Regions from separate parts of the Zea mays genome. Here regions 2 and 3 are each linked to region 1. A link is a contact called in public Hi-C data. All regions are on one chromosome and are shown on one strand. Each heading gives the region's core, a stretch centred on a gene start, on an enhancer-like site or on the middle of the called end of the contact. The rest is flanking DNA. Distances are from core to core; before and after follow the strand shown.

Evidence for each region. A called contact is a pair of places that touch in the nucleus more often than the background predicts.
Region 2: a contact with region 1 is called in a Hi-C map of leaf, with 8 times the contacts expected there. The contact joins the promoter of LOC100283106 here to the promoter of LOC100280707 in region 1. A contact is called at or near these places in 3 of 25 Hi-C or Micro-C datasets (ear, leaf and tassel).
Region 3: a Hi-C map of leaf shows a contact between it and region 1, with 7 times the contacts expected there. The contact joins the promoter of LOC103651028 here to the promoter of LOC100280707 in region 1. A contact is called at or near these places in 3 of 25 Hi-C or Micro-C datasets (ear and leaf).

Annotation. Positions count from the first base shown.
Region 1 is chr3:186,363,745-186,367,281 of Zm-B73-REFERENCE-NAM-5.0, reverse strand. LOC100280707 (osmotin-like protein) reads right to left here and starts at 1,602. Exons shown (of 1, transcript NM_001153626.2): 1 at 507-1,602. The coding sequence starts at 1,535. The coding sequence ends at 1,182.
Region 2 is chr3:186,542,719-186,546,255 of Zm-B73-REFERENCE-NAM-5.0, reverse strand. It overlaps LOC100283106 (ubiquitin-conjugating enzyme E2 7), which reads right to left and starts at 1,533. Exons shown (of 6, transcript NM_001156008.1): 1 at 1,342-1,533; 2 at 1,128-1,230. The coding sequence starts at 1,393.
Region 3 is chr3:186,201,116-186,204,652 of Zm-B73-REFERENCE-NAM-5.0, reverse strand. LOC103651028 (heat shock 70 kDa protein-like) reads left to right here and starts at 2,017. Exons shown (of 2, transcript XM_008676621.2): 1 at 2,017-2,539. The coding sequence starts at 2,329.

The DNA.
Region 1 (3,537 bases), core at 353-2,852:
AAAAAAAGAAGCAAACTATATTAAAATTTTAAATTTTTCCTAGTTAAATCATGTTTCTCGGTGAAAAGAAGCGAAATCCGATCCGGATGCGACGGTTTCTAAGGAGAAATAGCGAAATCCGGGAATTTAAATTTGAAAATTTAAACTGCTCAAGATTGATGGGTTTTTGGTGATCCCTGCACAGAACGTGCATACACCAAATACCTAATCAACGTTCTCGCTGCACCGTTTTGTACCCACTTGAGCTCAATTCTGTGCTGTGAGCCTGTGACATAGATTCGGAGCAGCGGCGCCAAAACGGAGAGAAACAACCCGATTCCATGATCTAAAGGCAGAGGTAAAGCTGCCAAAAAGTGGAACGCGAAAGGGACAAGGCGGCACTGGTCTCTATTAGAAGTTTGACACAATTTCATGTTAGATTCTAGTTTAATCTAGAAATTCCATCGCAAATGTAACCGATCGAAGTATATAGCAAGTGATTCAGCATACGCGAACGATCATTACAGTGCTCATCAAACAAGTTTTTATTTCAGACTGCAAACTGTAGTAAGCAGCAACAGCATGACATCAGTCTTGCGGCCAGAACGCATGCATCCAACAACCCAGTATACTACAGAGTACAGACAGCCTACACAGGCCACACCGCCACAGACACGACGGGAACACAGCCACAGCCCACAGGCCCACAGCTATTCCAGGCATCCTACTACCTCTACTAGCGACACTTGTTGGCGGCGGCGGCGCACGGGCGGGCGCGGCGCGCCCAGCCCAGCCCAGCCCTCCGAGCTCTAGTGGCAGAAGATGACCTTGAGCTCGCGCGGCGCGGCGCACTCGTGGGTGAGCGAGGGGCTGTCGTGCGCGTAGGTGAAGGCCTGCGGGCACTCTCGCTTGAAGAACTCCGAGTACTTGGAGGCGCGGCAGGTGTGCGGGCTGTTGTACATGTTGCGGCAGCACAGCTCGTCGGTGCGGAAGGCCTCGCAGCCGCTCTTGCACGCGAGGACGCTGCCGGCCGGGGAGCGCAGCTGCAGCTCGCCGGGGCAGGTCTCGGTGAGGTTCTTGCGGCAGGCGAGGACGGGGCAGTTGCCGCGGCCCTCGTGCGGGGTCACGGACAGGCCCACGTTGAAGCCGTCCACCACGCTCACGCCGTACGAGGTCTGGTCGTTGCCGTGGTGGAGGTTCACCTACGCCAGCGTCGCGGGCGCCGCGCCGCCGAGCCCGCCGCACTGGAGCCGCCCGCCGCAGTCGCCCGTGGCGCAGTGGAGCTGCGCGCCGGCGCCCGCGCAGCCCGTGCGCGCCCAGATGCGGCCGGACCAGGGGTGGGCCGGCGCCGGGAAGGACTTGTGGGAGAGCGGCGGGAGGAAGAAGCCGCCGCCCTCCAGGACGTCGTGCCCGGAGTTGGCCTGGATGCCCGGCCACACCGGGTAGGGGCAGTTGTTCACCACGGTCAGGGTCATTGGGGCGTAGTCGGCGGCCACCAGGAGGCCGCAGCTCAGGAACGAGGTGGCGAGCAGGAGGAGCGGCTTGGGAGAAGCCATGGGTTGGGTTCTTTGTTCTTGAGTGAGCTGGTTGTGGTTTGTGGACGCGAGTCCGTGACAAGTGAAGCGAGGGTCGTGGACCGTGGTTTTAGGTGGGTTAGTTTTATAGGACGTGGGGTGGGTGTCGTGGGTTTTGTAATTTTGTTTGGCTGAAGGCTTTGGCGAACTGGTGCGGCCGTGTCCGTGTCTCGATGCGTCGACTCCCTTTGCATTTTTTATGCAGTGAACAAAGGACAAACCTCTCGCTTCATCTTCCGTCGAGACCTTGCTCTTCACCGCAGTAATACATAACAACGACAAGATATAATTCCATTCAGAACTCAAGATGTACGCGAACACTTTGTCCGCATGGGAAAAAAATATCTGGCGATTGATTCAGTCACGGCTATTCCATGCTTGGTTTCAAGGCACGGAGGTTGCCTTCATCCCGTTTGGTTTATGCCCTGGGATCCCACCCGACAGGTCCAGGTAAACTCTTGAGGTCCGAGCGTCCGAAAGAGGTCGCCTGGCTGGGTGCGACGCTGATGCAGTTCCTTTATTTCATAGTGTCCCATTTGATTATGCATATTTCACAGATTTGATCTTATCCGCTTTCATTTCCTTTTCTTGTAACACGTGGTGCTACTGTAATAGCTAGCAATCGTAGGAGTTAAATTTCTCTGTAGCTCACTGAATTAAATAAATTTTCACTTTTAGTGCAAATATTATATATATATATATATAGTTTATATATTAAGAGCCCTAAGCTTCCAATAACTAGAGAAAGTCTAGGTCAGACAATGCAATCCGGTCGAGCCGGACCAGGTCCGGACGTCTATAAAACAGGACCCGGAGTGCTAGGGTTTAGTTTTTTACGCTACATCCCGATTCATTAGTGACGTCGCGTGCGACGACGGTAATTGCCTCAGAGCGTGCACAGCGGTGGACCCCTAGCCGGTGGCCGCAACTCCATGACCTCGACGCGCGATGGCGGAGGTTCCTCGATCCGGAGTAGTGGCGGCGGTTCCCAGGTCGGTGGCGGCGGCTCCCCGATCTAGAGGGCGAGCGACAGCGGGGCCCTTTTGCGGCCAAGCAGCGGCGTCCCCGAGGCCCCGAGGAAGCGGCACTTTCAAGGCCGGCGAGCAAGCGGCGCCCGTCGACGTGCGAGTAGTGACAGCGATGCATGAGGCGCGAGGTTCGAGCGAGCGGCGTCACAGAAGACGCGAGATGCGCCCAGCGATGATCGCGCGTGACATCCTCTGATCCGACACAGTTTGGGCGGCCCGAGTGGCGACCTACATTTGTGTTTGTGTCATCGATGACGTCCTCCAGCCACTACCTCCTTCGATTCATGTTTTATTTTCGATTATTGTGTTTTATGCCTACCACATGTATTATTTACGCTAAAAACTATACAATTTTATGCTTAAACACGGAGTTCGTATATCAGTTTACTTCATGCATATTTTTTGCATGCACATTGGAAAGACAATTCCTTGATTTATACGGTTCGTAATTTGCGCGCATGCAATGGAAACTCCCATGATTTTACCATAATTTTTGGATCTGTATAAAAATAGAAACCGCATGCATGCGGCTGTCATATTTTTCGGATCTGTCATAAAAATAGGATCGTTGAAAGCATCTAGGCCCCTGGTTGGTTTTAGTGATTAATGACAACGTAATATTATATGTGACTAACGTGTGTTTTGCAGAGACAAATGGTAAGTTAGGTCGCATGACAGGTAGAAGTACTACAACGGTGAAAACAATCCCGGAGATAAGAACTCGAAGCGACGGCTAAAACGACGGAACAAAAGGTGAAGGTCTACGGAGTCCGAGTGTCAAGGAGATGTGGACACTCGCGATTTAGTTAGGTCTTTTATTCTCTTTTAAGCCGTACTATAAAGAGGGGTTGTCGATGAGTAGTTTGACCAAGAGAGTTCTAGTGTAGTGTTGGTGCACAATCACACTCATACACAGTGCTAGGTGTCACTCTAGAACTCACACTCAAGTTAGAACG
Region 2 (3,537 bases), core at 284-2,783, 180 kb before region 1:
AAGTGACTTCCTGAGTTCCTAGTGTGCTACACTGCTACATGCTCTCTCAATACAAACCAACCCATCTTTATGAATAAGATAACAGTTATCAAACACAGCGGGCATTTACAAATCATATACAGTGAACTCATGTACCCGAACTAGTGTTCTTTCAAATTTATCAGTATCAGATTATCAGTGACCCCCAATGTTGTTTTCGTATCATCATCATCAACATAGCCTTTTAGTCCCAAGCAAGTTGGGGTATGCGTACTCCAAAAAAAATTAGAATGCATAATTACAGCATACAGTGACCATTCTAATTCACAATGTATTTCAGTAATAAGCAGTACAAGAATTCACATGGGCATTAGGATGCATGTATTTCATCTCTACCTACAATCAAATTCCAAACCTGCCGAGAAAGGCAGTGTCTGCTATTAAAATTCTGCCCATGCACCAATCAGGTTGACAAAATTAAGGTGACTCTACTTGGGCCAAGTAGCACAAATTCTTTCTATATTACATTATAGAAACGAGAAATTGTCGCAACTATCTGCTACAAACTCCAAAACATACATACAGTCTCATTTCATAACATGATGATGCAGAACCTATTCTAAACAACTACGAGATTTGAGACAGTCACCAGCAGCATACCTATGGTGCCTATCTTACCCAATCTTTCAATATAAATCCCATTCACAGTATACACAGTTAATCGCTGAACTCAGATTAACAATTCCCTAGGCCCTGATAAGCACTTGAAGATCCCGATTCTAAACATTGATATAGTTATGAACATATTCCTAAAAACAGCACTATTAGCGGATTAACAGAGCAGCCAACGCACCTAGAACCAAACAAACTCGATGGAACTAGGCACCTGACGTGTTGCCAAGTTGATATACTACTAGGAGTACCTACCCGCTACAACAATCAAGAATCAACAAGCAAAGAAAATTCCGCCCCGCACTAGCCTCCACTAGAAATCAATCCCGTATAGTAAGATTTTCAAACGCTGCTTTCGGTCCACAATAACACACAAACACCATCATAGTCCATAGGACATGGCACAGACACAACAAACAAGCAATTCATTTCGACAAGGCACGGAAGAACGCGTGAAGTGGTGGGATCCAACTCACTATAGGGTATCGGGCGGGCCGATGATGGTGACCTGCCACTCGAATACGTTACTATCGTCGACCAGCCCAGCCGAGAACCCATCCACCGGGTGCTTGGCGAGATCTGCGTCAATCACCATACCACAAACCAACCCAAAGTCAGTCAGCCAAATAATCCGCAAAAAGGAAAAAAATCGAGCGGAAACAGATGCACGGGAACTCCGGCGGGCCGCACCTCTGAGCTGCTTCTGCAGGAGGAGGCTCGCCTGGCTGGTGGTGGCCGCCATGACAAGGATCGGTGGATGGGCTAGGGTTTTGCGTCGCGCGGAATGAATCGCGCTCTCGGGACGCGGTGACGCGAATTGATGGGCACCGCGGGCGCCTTATTTATAGACGTGAGGTGTGGAGCTCGGGAAAGATGGGAATCAGGCGGAGGCGAGCGCCGAGCGGTGTGGCGAAGATCGAAACGGTGGCTGTTGACTGGTACTCTGGTAGGGTGCCTTTGCCTGCTAATGCACCGCTCCCGAATGATAAGATCGATTTGAGCATATTAACCAAAGTTTATCTACATACATTGTTTTCATTTTCGGTATCTATATCTCTATCCCTGCTATAATAAAGTATCAGTTTCAACCGTCATTTTTCTTCAACTATTTATAAATAATCTCTCACATCTATTTTAAATTAACCCGCTACAAGTCTGTCCTCTCCGTGTAACCAACATCCACGTTCCAAACTACACCTCCGCATAGTAAACAGGCGGCCCGCCATAGGCCCGCTAGGCCCGACGCACGCGAGCCGCAGCTCCAGTACATCGGTCTGTTGACCGTGTCGAGCCGGCCCGTTAGTTCGTCGGTCCGTTTGGTTAAATCGGCGTAAAATATAAAAATGATCCAAGAGGTGAGGTTTAAATCCACGTCGTGATGGGAGAAGGGAAGACACTAGGTGAAGCCATCTAACTAGTAGAACATTATGCTAAGATGTTTTTAATATTAAATATAAATTATACATATGTATATACGATTTTTTGTAAAATAAAAATATATAATCGTGTCGGGCCGGGCCAGCACTACGAGTCGAGGCAACGGCCCAAGCACGTTACGTCGCTCATGTCGGGCTGGCCCAGACACTATTAAATAGGTCGTGCCCCAGGCCGGCCCGCCAGACACGACCCATTCGTCCATCTATACCTCCGCACGATAATAATGATATTCATCTCAGTTGTCGCCATCTCGTCCGACATTCTATTTATTTTCTCTCTCCCCTCATGTATCCGCCTCCGCGCCACTTCATTCTCGGCAGAGGGCGTGAGAGCAGGCGCCTCCTCCCCATATTCGTCCTACATCAGCCCCGACACCGACCTTCGCAGTGGCTATTACACGTCCACGAGGACGTTTCACAGCATGTGTGTACCATCGTTTTCGCTGTCGTCGGACGTCCCGTTCGTTTTCTCGGTCCTCGCCCTGTTCTTCCTCACCAACCTGCTGCCCCCGCCCACGGTCGCAGCCACGAGCCAACCGACGCTTATCGACGCGGGTACAGGCGAGTCGATCTTGCTCCTAGCCTTTTTTCCCATACATGCCGCCAAGGAGGACACGGTGGCGCCTACCACGCTTAGGTTATCTTAGCGGTGAGGAGTCCAGGTCTGAGATATTGGACAACCAAAACCCGTAGCGCAGCAGCAGTCGACATATGCTACGGAGTTGGTGGTGTTGTTGTGTTGCCTCGGCGGTTTTAGGGCTGGGAAGGCACTCGCATCCTCTCGCCCTTCTCGGACTGACGCCTGGTGCGGGAGCCTCTCGGTTTCGAGCTGCTCCGGATGGGCTTCTTTCTCCGCTTGTGTGCTCTCTCCCTATATGTATCTAGCGGTATACTACATATGTCGCCTCCAGATGCCTAGTTCTTCGTCGTGTTCTTCTCCGGCAACGAATAGGTATGCTCGCATCTTCCCTTCCCTTCCTGCTCGATGGGGGGCTGATTTGATGCCTATGGTACTCGTTCGATGGCTCGGCATCGCCTATCTACATGGCATTTTTCTTATCATGGTGTCGACTCGGTATGCTTCTACCACTACTATGTACCTATCACCCATCCTTCTATCATTGCAAAAATTATTATGTTGTTTCTTTGTTGTTTTGGGTGTTAGTTTTTTTGTTATGCTAAGGACTGAACATAATTTGGGTGTGTTAATACTTTATTTATTGTCTGCACGTGGTTTGTGTTCTTCTGATGATGGCTCATGGATCCTACAAAATATGTGTTAGGATTTGGAGATCCATGTGGGCACTACCACATGGTGGTCGTCCCTCATGTTCTTGGTTCTTGCATGCATTAGGTCATTTCTGACACCACATTGGCACAATGGACTCCATGGTGTTTGAAGTTGTTGAATTGGATGGAGCAGCAAAGATTTGTCACGCTAATAGTAAAA
Region 3 (3,537 bases), core at 768-3,267, 160 kb after region 1:
TGACTAGAGTTAATAGTTAGCTGCTAAAATTAGCTGAAAACATGTAAACAATATAATTAATATTTTAGCTATTAGCTACTTTTAGCAAATTAATAAATAGTTAGTTATCTAATTCCACTAGTAACTTTTTAACCAACTAACTGTTAGCTCTAATGATTCAAACACTCTCTACAACTGTCTATAACAATGTCGCCTAAATTTTATCCTTTAAAATAATATTCTCTGTCCATTATAACATACTTTAAAAGATTCTAGCATCTATATTTTTATCATCTCTAGCAATGTCTCCCTAAATTCGGTCCCCGATATCAGTGATATGAGTGCCAGATTCAGCGGCGTCCCCTAAAACATAGTTTCTTTATCGGTCGGTTCAAAAACAATTGCTCATTTCTTCTTCTCAGTCATTTCCTCGAACTGCATCTTGTGTTGCCTCTCTGCCACCTAGCAATAGCATCGCTTCTATCACCACAGAGTTTGATCATCGCTTTAATGAGCTATCTCAAGAGTTGCTTGTGTGTTTTTCTTGTCTTGACCCAAGAGATTCGTTCTCTAAGTTTAATGTGGATAAGCTTGCTCGGCTCGCGGATATTTATTATGATGATTTTTCTTTTGATGATTGCAAGACTATAAGAGATTAGCTAAAAACTTTTATTATTCATGTACAAAGAATTGAAGAGTTCAAAACTTGTTGTGATCTTGCTAGTCTATCAAAGACAACGGTTCAGCTTGAGAGGCATATTGTGTTTTCACTGGTATATCGACTTATTGAGTTAGCATTGTTGCTACCGGTGGCGACTGCAACAGTGGAAAGGGTCTCCTCGGCTATGAAGATTATTAAGACTAAGTTGCGCAACAAGATGTCCGATGGTTGGTTAAATGACTTGATGGTGTGCTACATTGAAAGAGAAATTTTTAAATGACTCGACCTTCAGAAAATCAAGAAGACATTTCAAAATAAAAAAAACTAGACAAATGCAATTGTCCAGATCTCCTACAACTAGACTCAACTAAAGGTATATTCTTATTTCACTTGTTCAACAATTTTTACTTCAATTTGCCATTGATAACTCATTTTTTTCTTTTTTTCCCATATTTTATTCGTTATATGGCATTTGGTTGTAAATAGATTGTAACCAAGATTACTATTAAATAAGATATTTTTCAACATCTATTACTTATTTTATAGCTACAAGTTATTTTAAACTATGTCATAAATTTTTAGTCTTTGTTGCGTTAATAACACCTAAATTTTCTGGCGTTCTCCGCCATCGGCGCCAGATCTCGACCACAGTGGAAGTCTGACTGTGGAAGCCTGGAAGCCTAAGAGCTTGTTCGTTAGCTCTCAATCCATGTGGATTAAGTGAGATTGGATGGATTTTAATCCCAAACAAGTCAAACTTCTTAAAAAAATTTTGCAATCTCATCCAATTCATGTGTATTGGGAATAACCGAACAAGGTCTAACTGTGGAAGCCTAATTTATTTTAAACTATGTCATAAATTTTCTGGCGTCGAGCCATCGCCTAGAACAGTAGAACACAGTGGAAGCCTGGAAGCCACCAGGAATTCTATCACGCGCCCAAAGAGGCAAAGCCCGGAGCGGCTCCCAGGCCTATAGATGTCCAATAAGCACGAGGCCCGCGAGCCCGGCACAGCCCGGTTATATGTGGGCCCGGGCCGGCCCGACACGAATAAGCGGGCCGGGCTCGGATAGGAAATTAGGCACGGTGGGCTAGCCCGGCACGGCCCGTTTAGCTCTAAGCCCGTTAAGCCCGCTTTTTTTACACTAAAACGTGTTTTTCGGCCCGCATAGCCCGCTTTTCGGCCCGCTTTTTTCGTGCTAAACGGGCCGACCCGGCACGTTTAGGCCCGTTCGGGCCGGGCTCAGACAAGAAATTGAGCCCGCGTGCTTAGCCGGCCCGGCCCGGTTTTTTAATCGTGCCTGGCGGACCGGGCCAGGCGGCCCGTTTGGACATCTCTACCCAGCCCCAGGTGTCCGCGCCGAGGCGCCCCAGCCGGGGCCAACGTGTTCCCACTTGTCACGCCGCTATTAGCCTGTCTCCCGAACCGCACCATCCAGACCCTTCCGGAACGCCCCTCCGATCTGAATTCAACGGTAGGTCTCCGCCGCGCTCGAACGTTCCCGAAACCACGTCCACACCACGATAAAAACCCACGCGCTGCCTCCTCCCTTCCTCAACTTCAACTATCATTGCAAAAGCAAAGCACGCAATCCAATTTCCCTCCATTTCTCTAGATCTCGAGTTGCTCTGCTACTTCTTTTAGATTCCTTCTTTCGTTCGGGAGAGCGATTCTCTAGCTGGTGGCAATGGCGAAGGGCGAGGGTCCGGCGATCGGGATCGATCTCGGCACCACCTACTCGTGCGTCGGCGTGTGGCAGCACGACCGGGTGGAGATCATCGCCAACGACCAGGGCAACCGCACCACGCCGTCCTATGTCGCCTTCACCGACACCGAGCGGCTCATCGGCGACGCCGCCAAGAACCAGGTGGCCATGAACCCCACCAACACCGTCTTCGGTACGTGCTCACTCCTAGCTCTGACTTGCTGGTGCCACTGCCATGTTTCTCTCAATGCTTAGAGCCTCTAGTATGCGCGAACTGCCATGTTTCTCTCAATGCTTAGAGCCTCTAGTATGCGCGAGTGCTTAAGTTGGATCAATGGATGTACAGTTTAAATTCTGAAATCGTGCTCTCTATATGCTGAATAATTACCGTGCTCTGTAGTAACAGACAAAGGAACATGTACTCAAAGATGGAATCTACTCAAAAAATATGAGCAGCGTGTAATTTGGTCTTGTTGGTAAATATAATTTGGTCTTAGTGGTACTTATGCTCCTGTTGTTGTTATAGGACGCTTATTCAGAAGTTTGCTGTTAAATTCGCGATAGGGATGCATACTATAGGTGGATAGTATAGTTGGTTAGTCTGCGTAGCTTACTATGTGTCAAAATTAGATACTCCTAATTTCTCCTTCGTGTTTGTTTGCTATTAAATTGTTACTGTCTGAATAAATACATCTAATAACTGACATGATTTTGATGGTTATCTCTGCTCGTTGGCTGTTGCAAAACTAAGTGTGCCCTTGTTGTAAATTCTTGTTGTCCGAAGAAATATAACTGACAGCATTTGATGCATTGCGCTGCTCATTTGTTGTGATAATAAGTATCTGATAGTATTTTGATGCATTGCCCTGCTCATTTTTTGTGATAAAATAAAGAAGAAAGAGTTTCCTTTTTGCTCTGCTTGCCTTCTTTTAGTATGTGCCAACTGATAACGTATTGGCATCAGGGTTCATTTTATCAATATTGTATGGGAGGTTGGCGATAAACAGGATTATCAGACCTATTGGTGGCAAATTTTTTCGTTACAAATTTAAATTTAAAGAAAATGACTCAGTTTGTTTAAATATCATCTAGATTATATTTAGACACAACCAATTAAGTATAGAGAAAAAATTTAGGGTTTTAGTATACTAGGAGAGCATAAGAAGACATATAGACCAACTGACTTCTAAT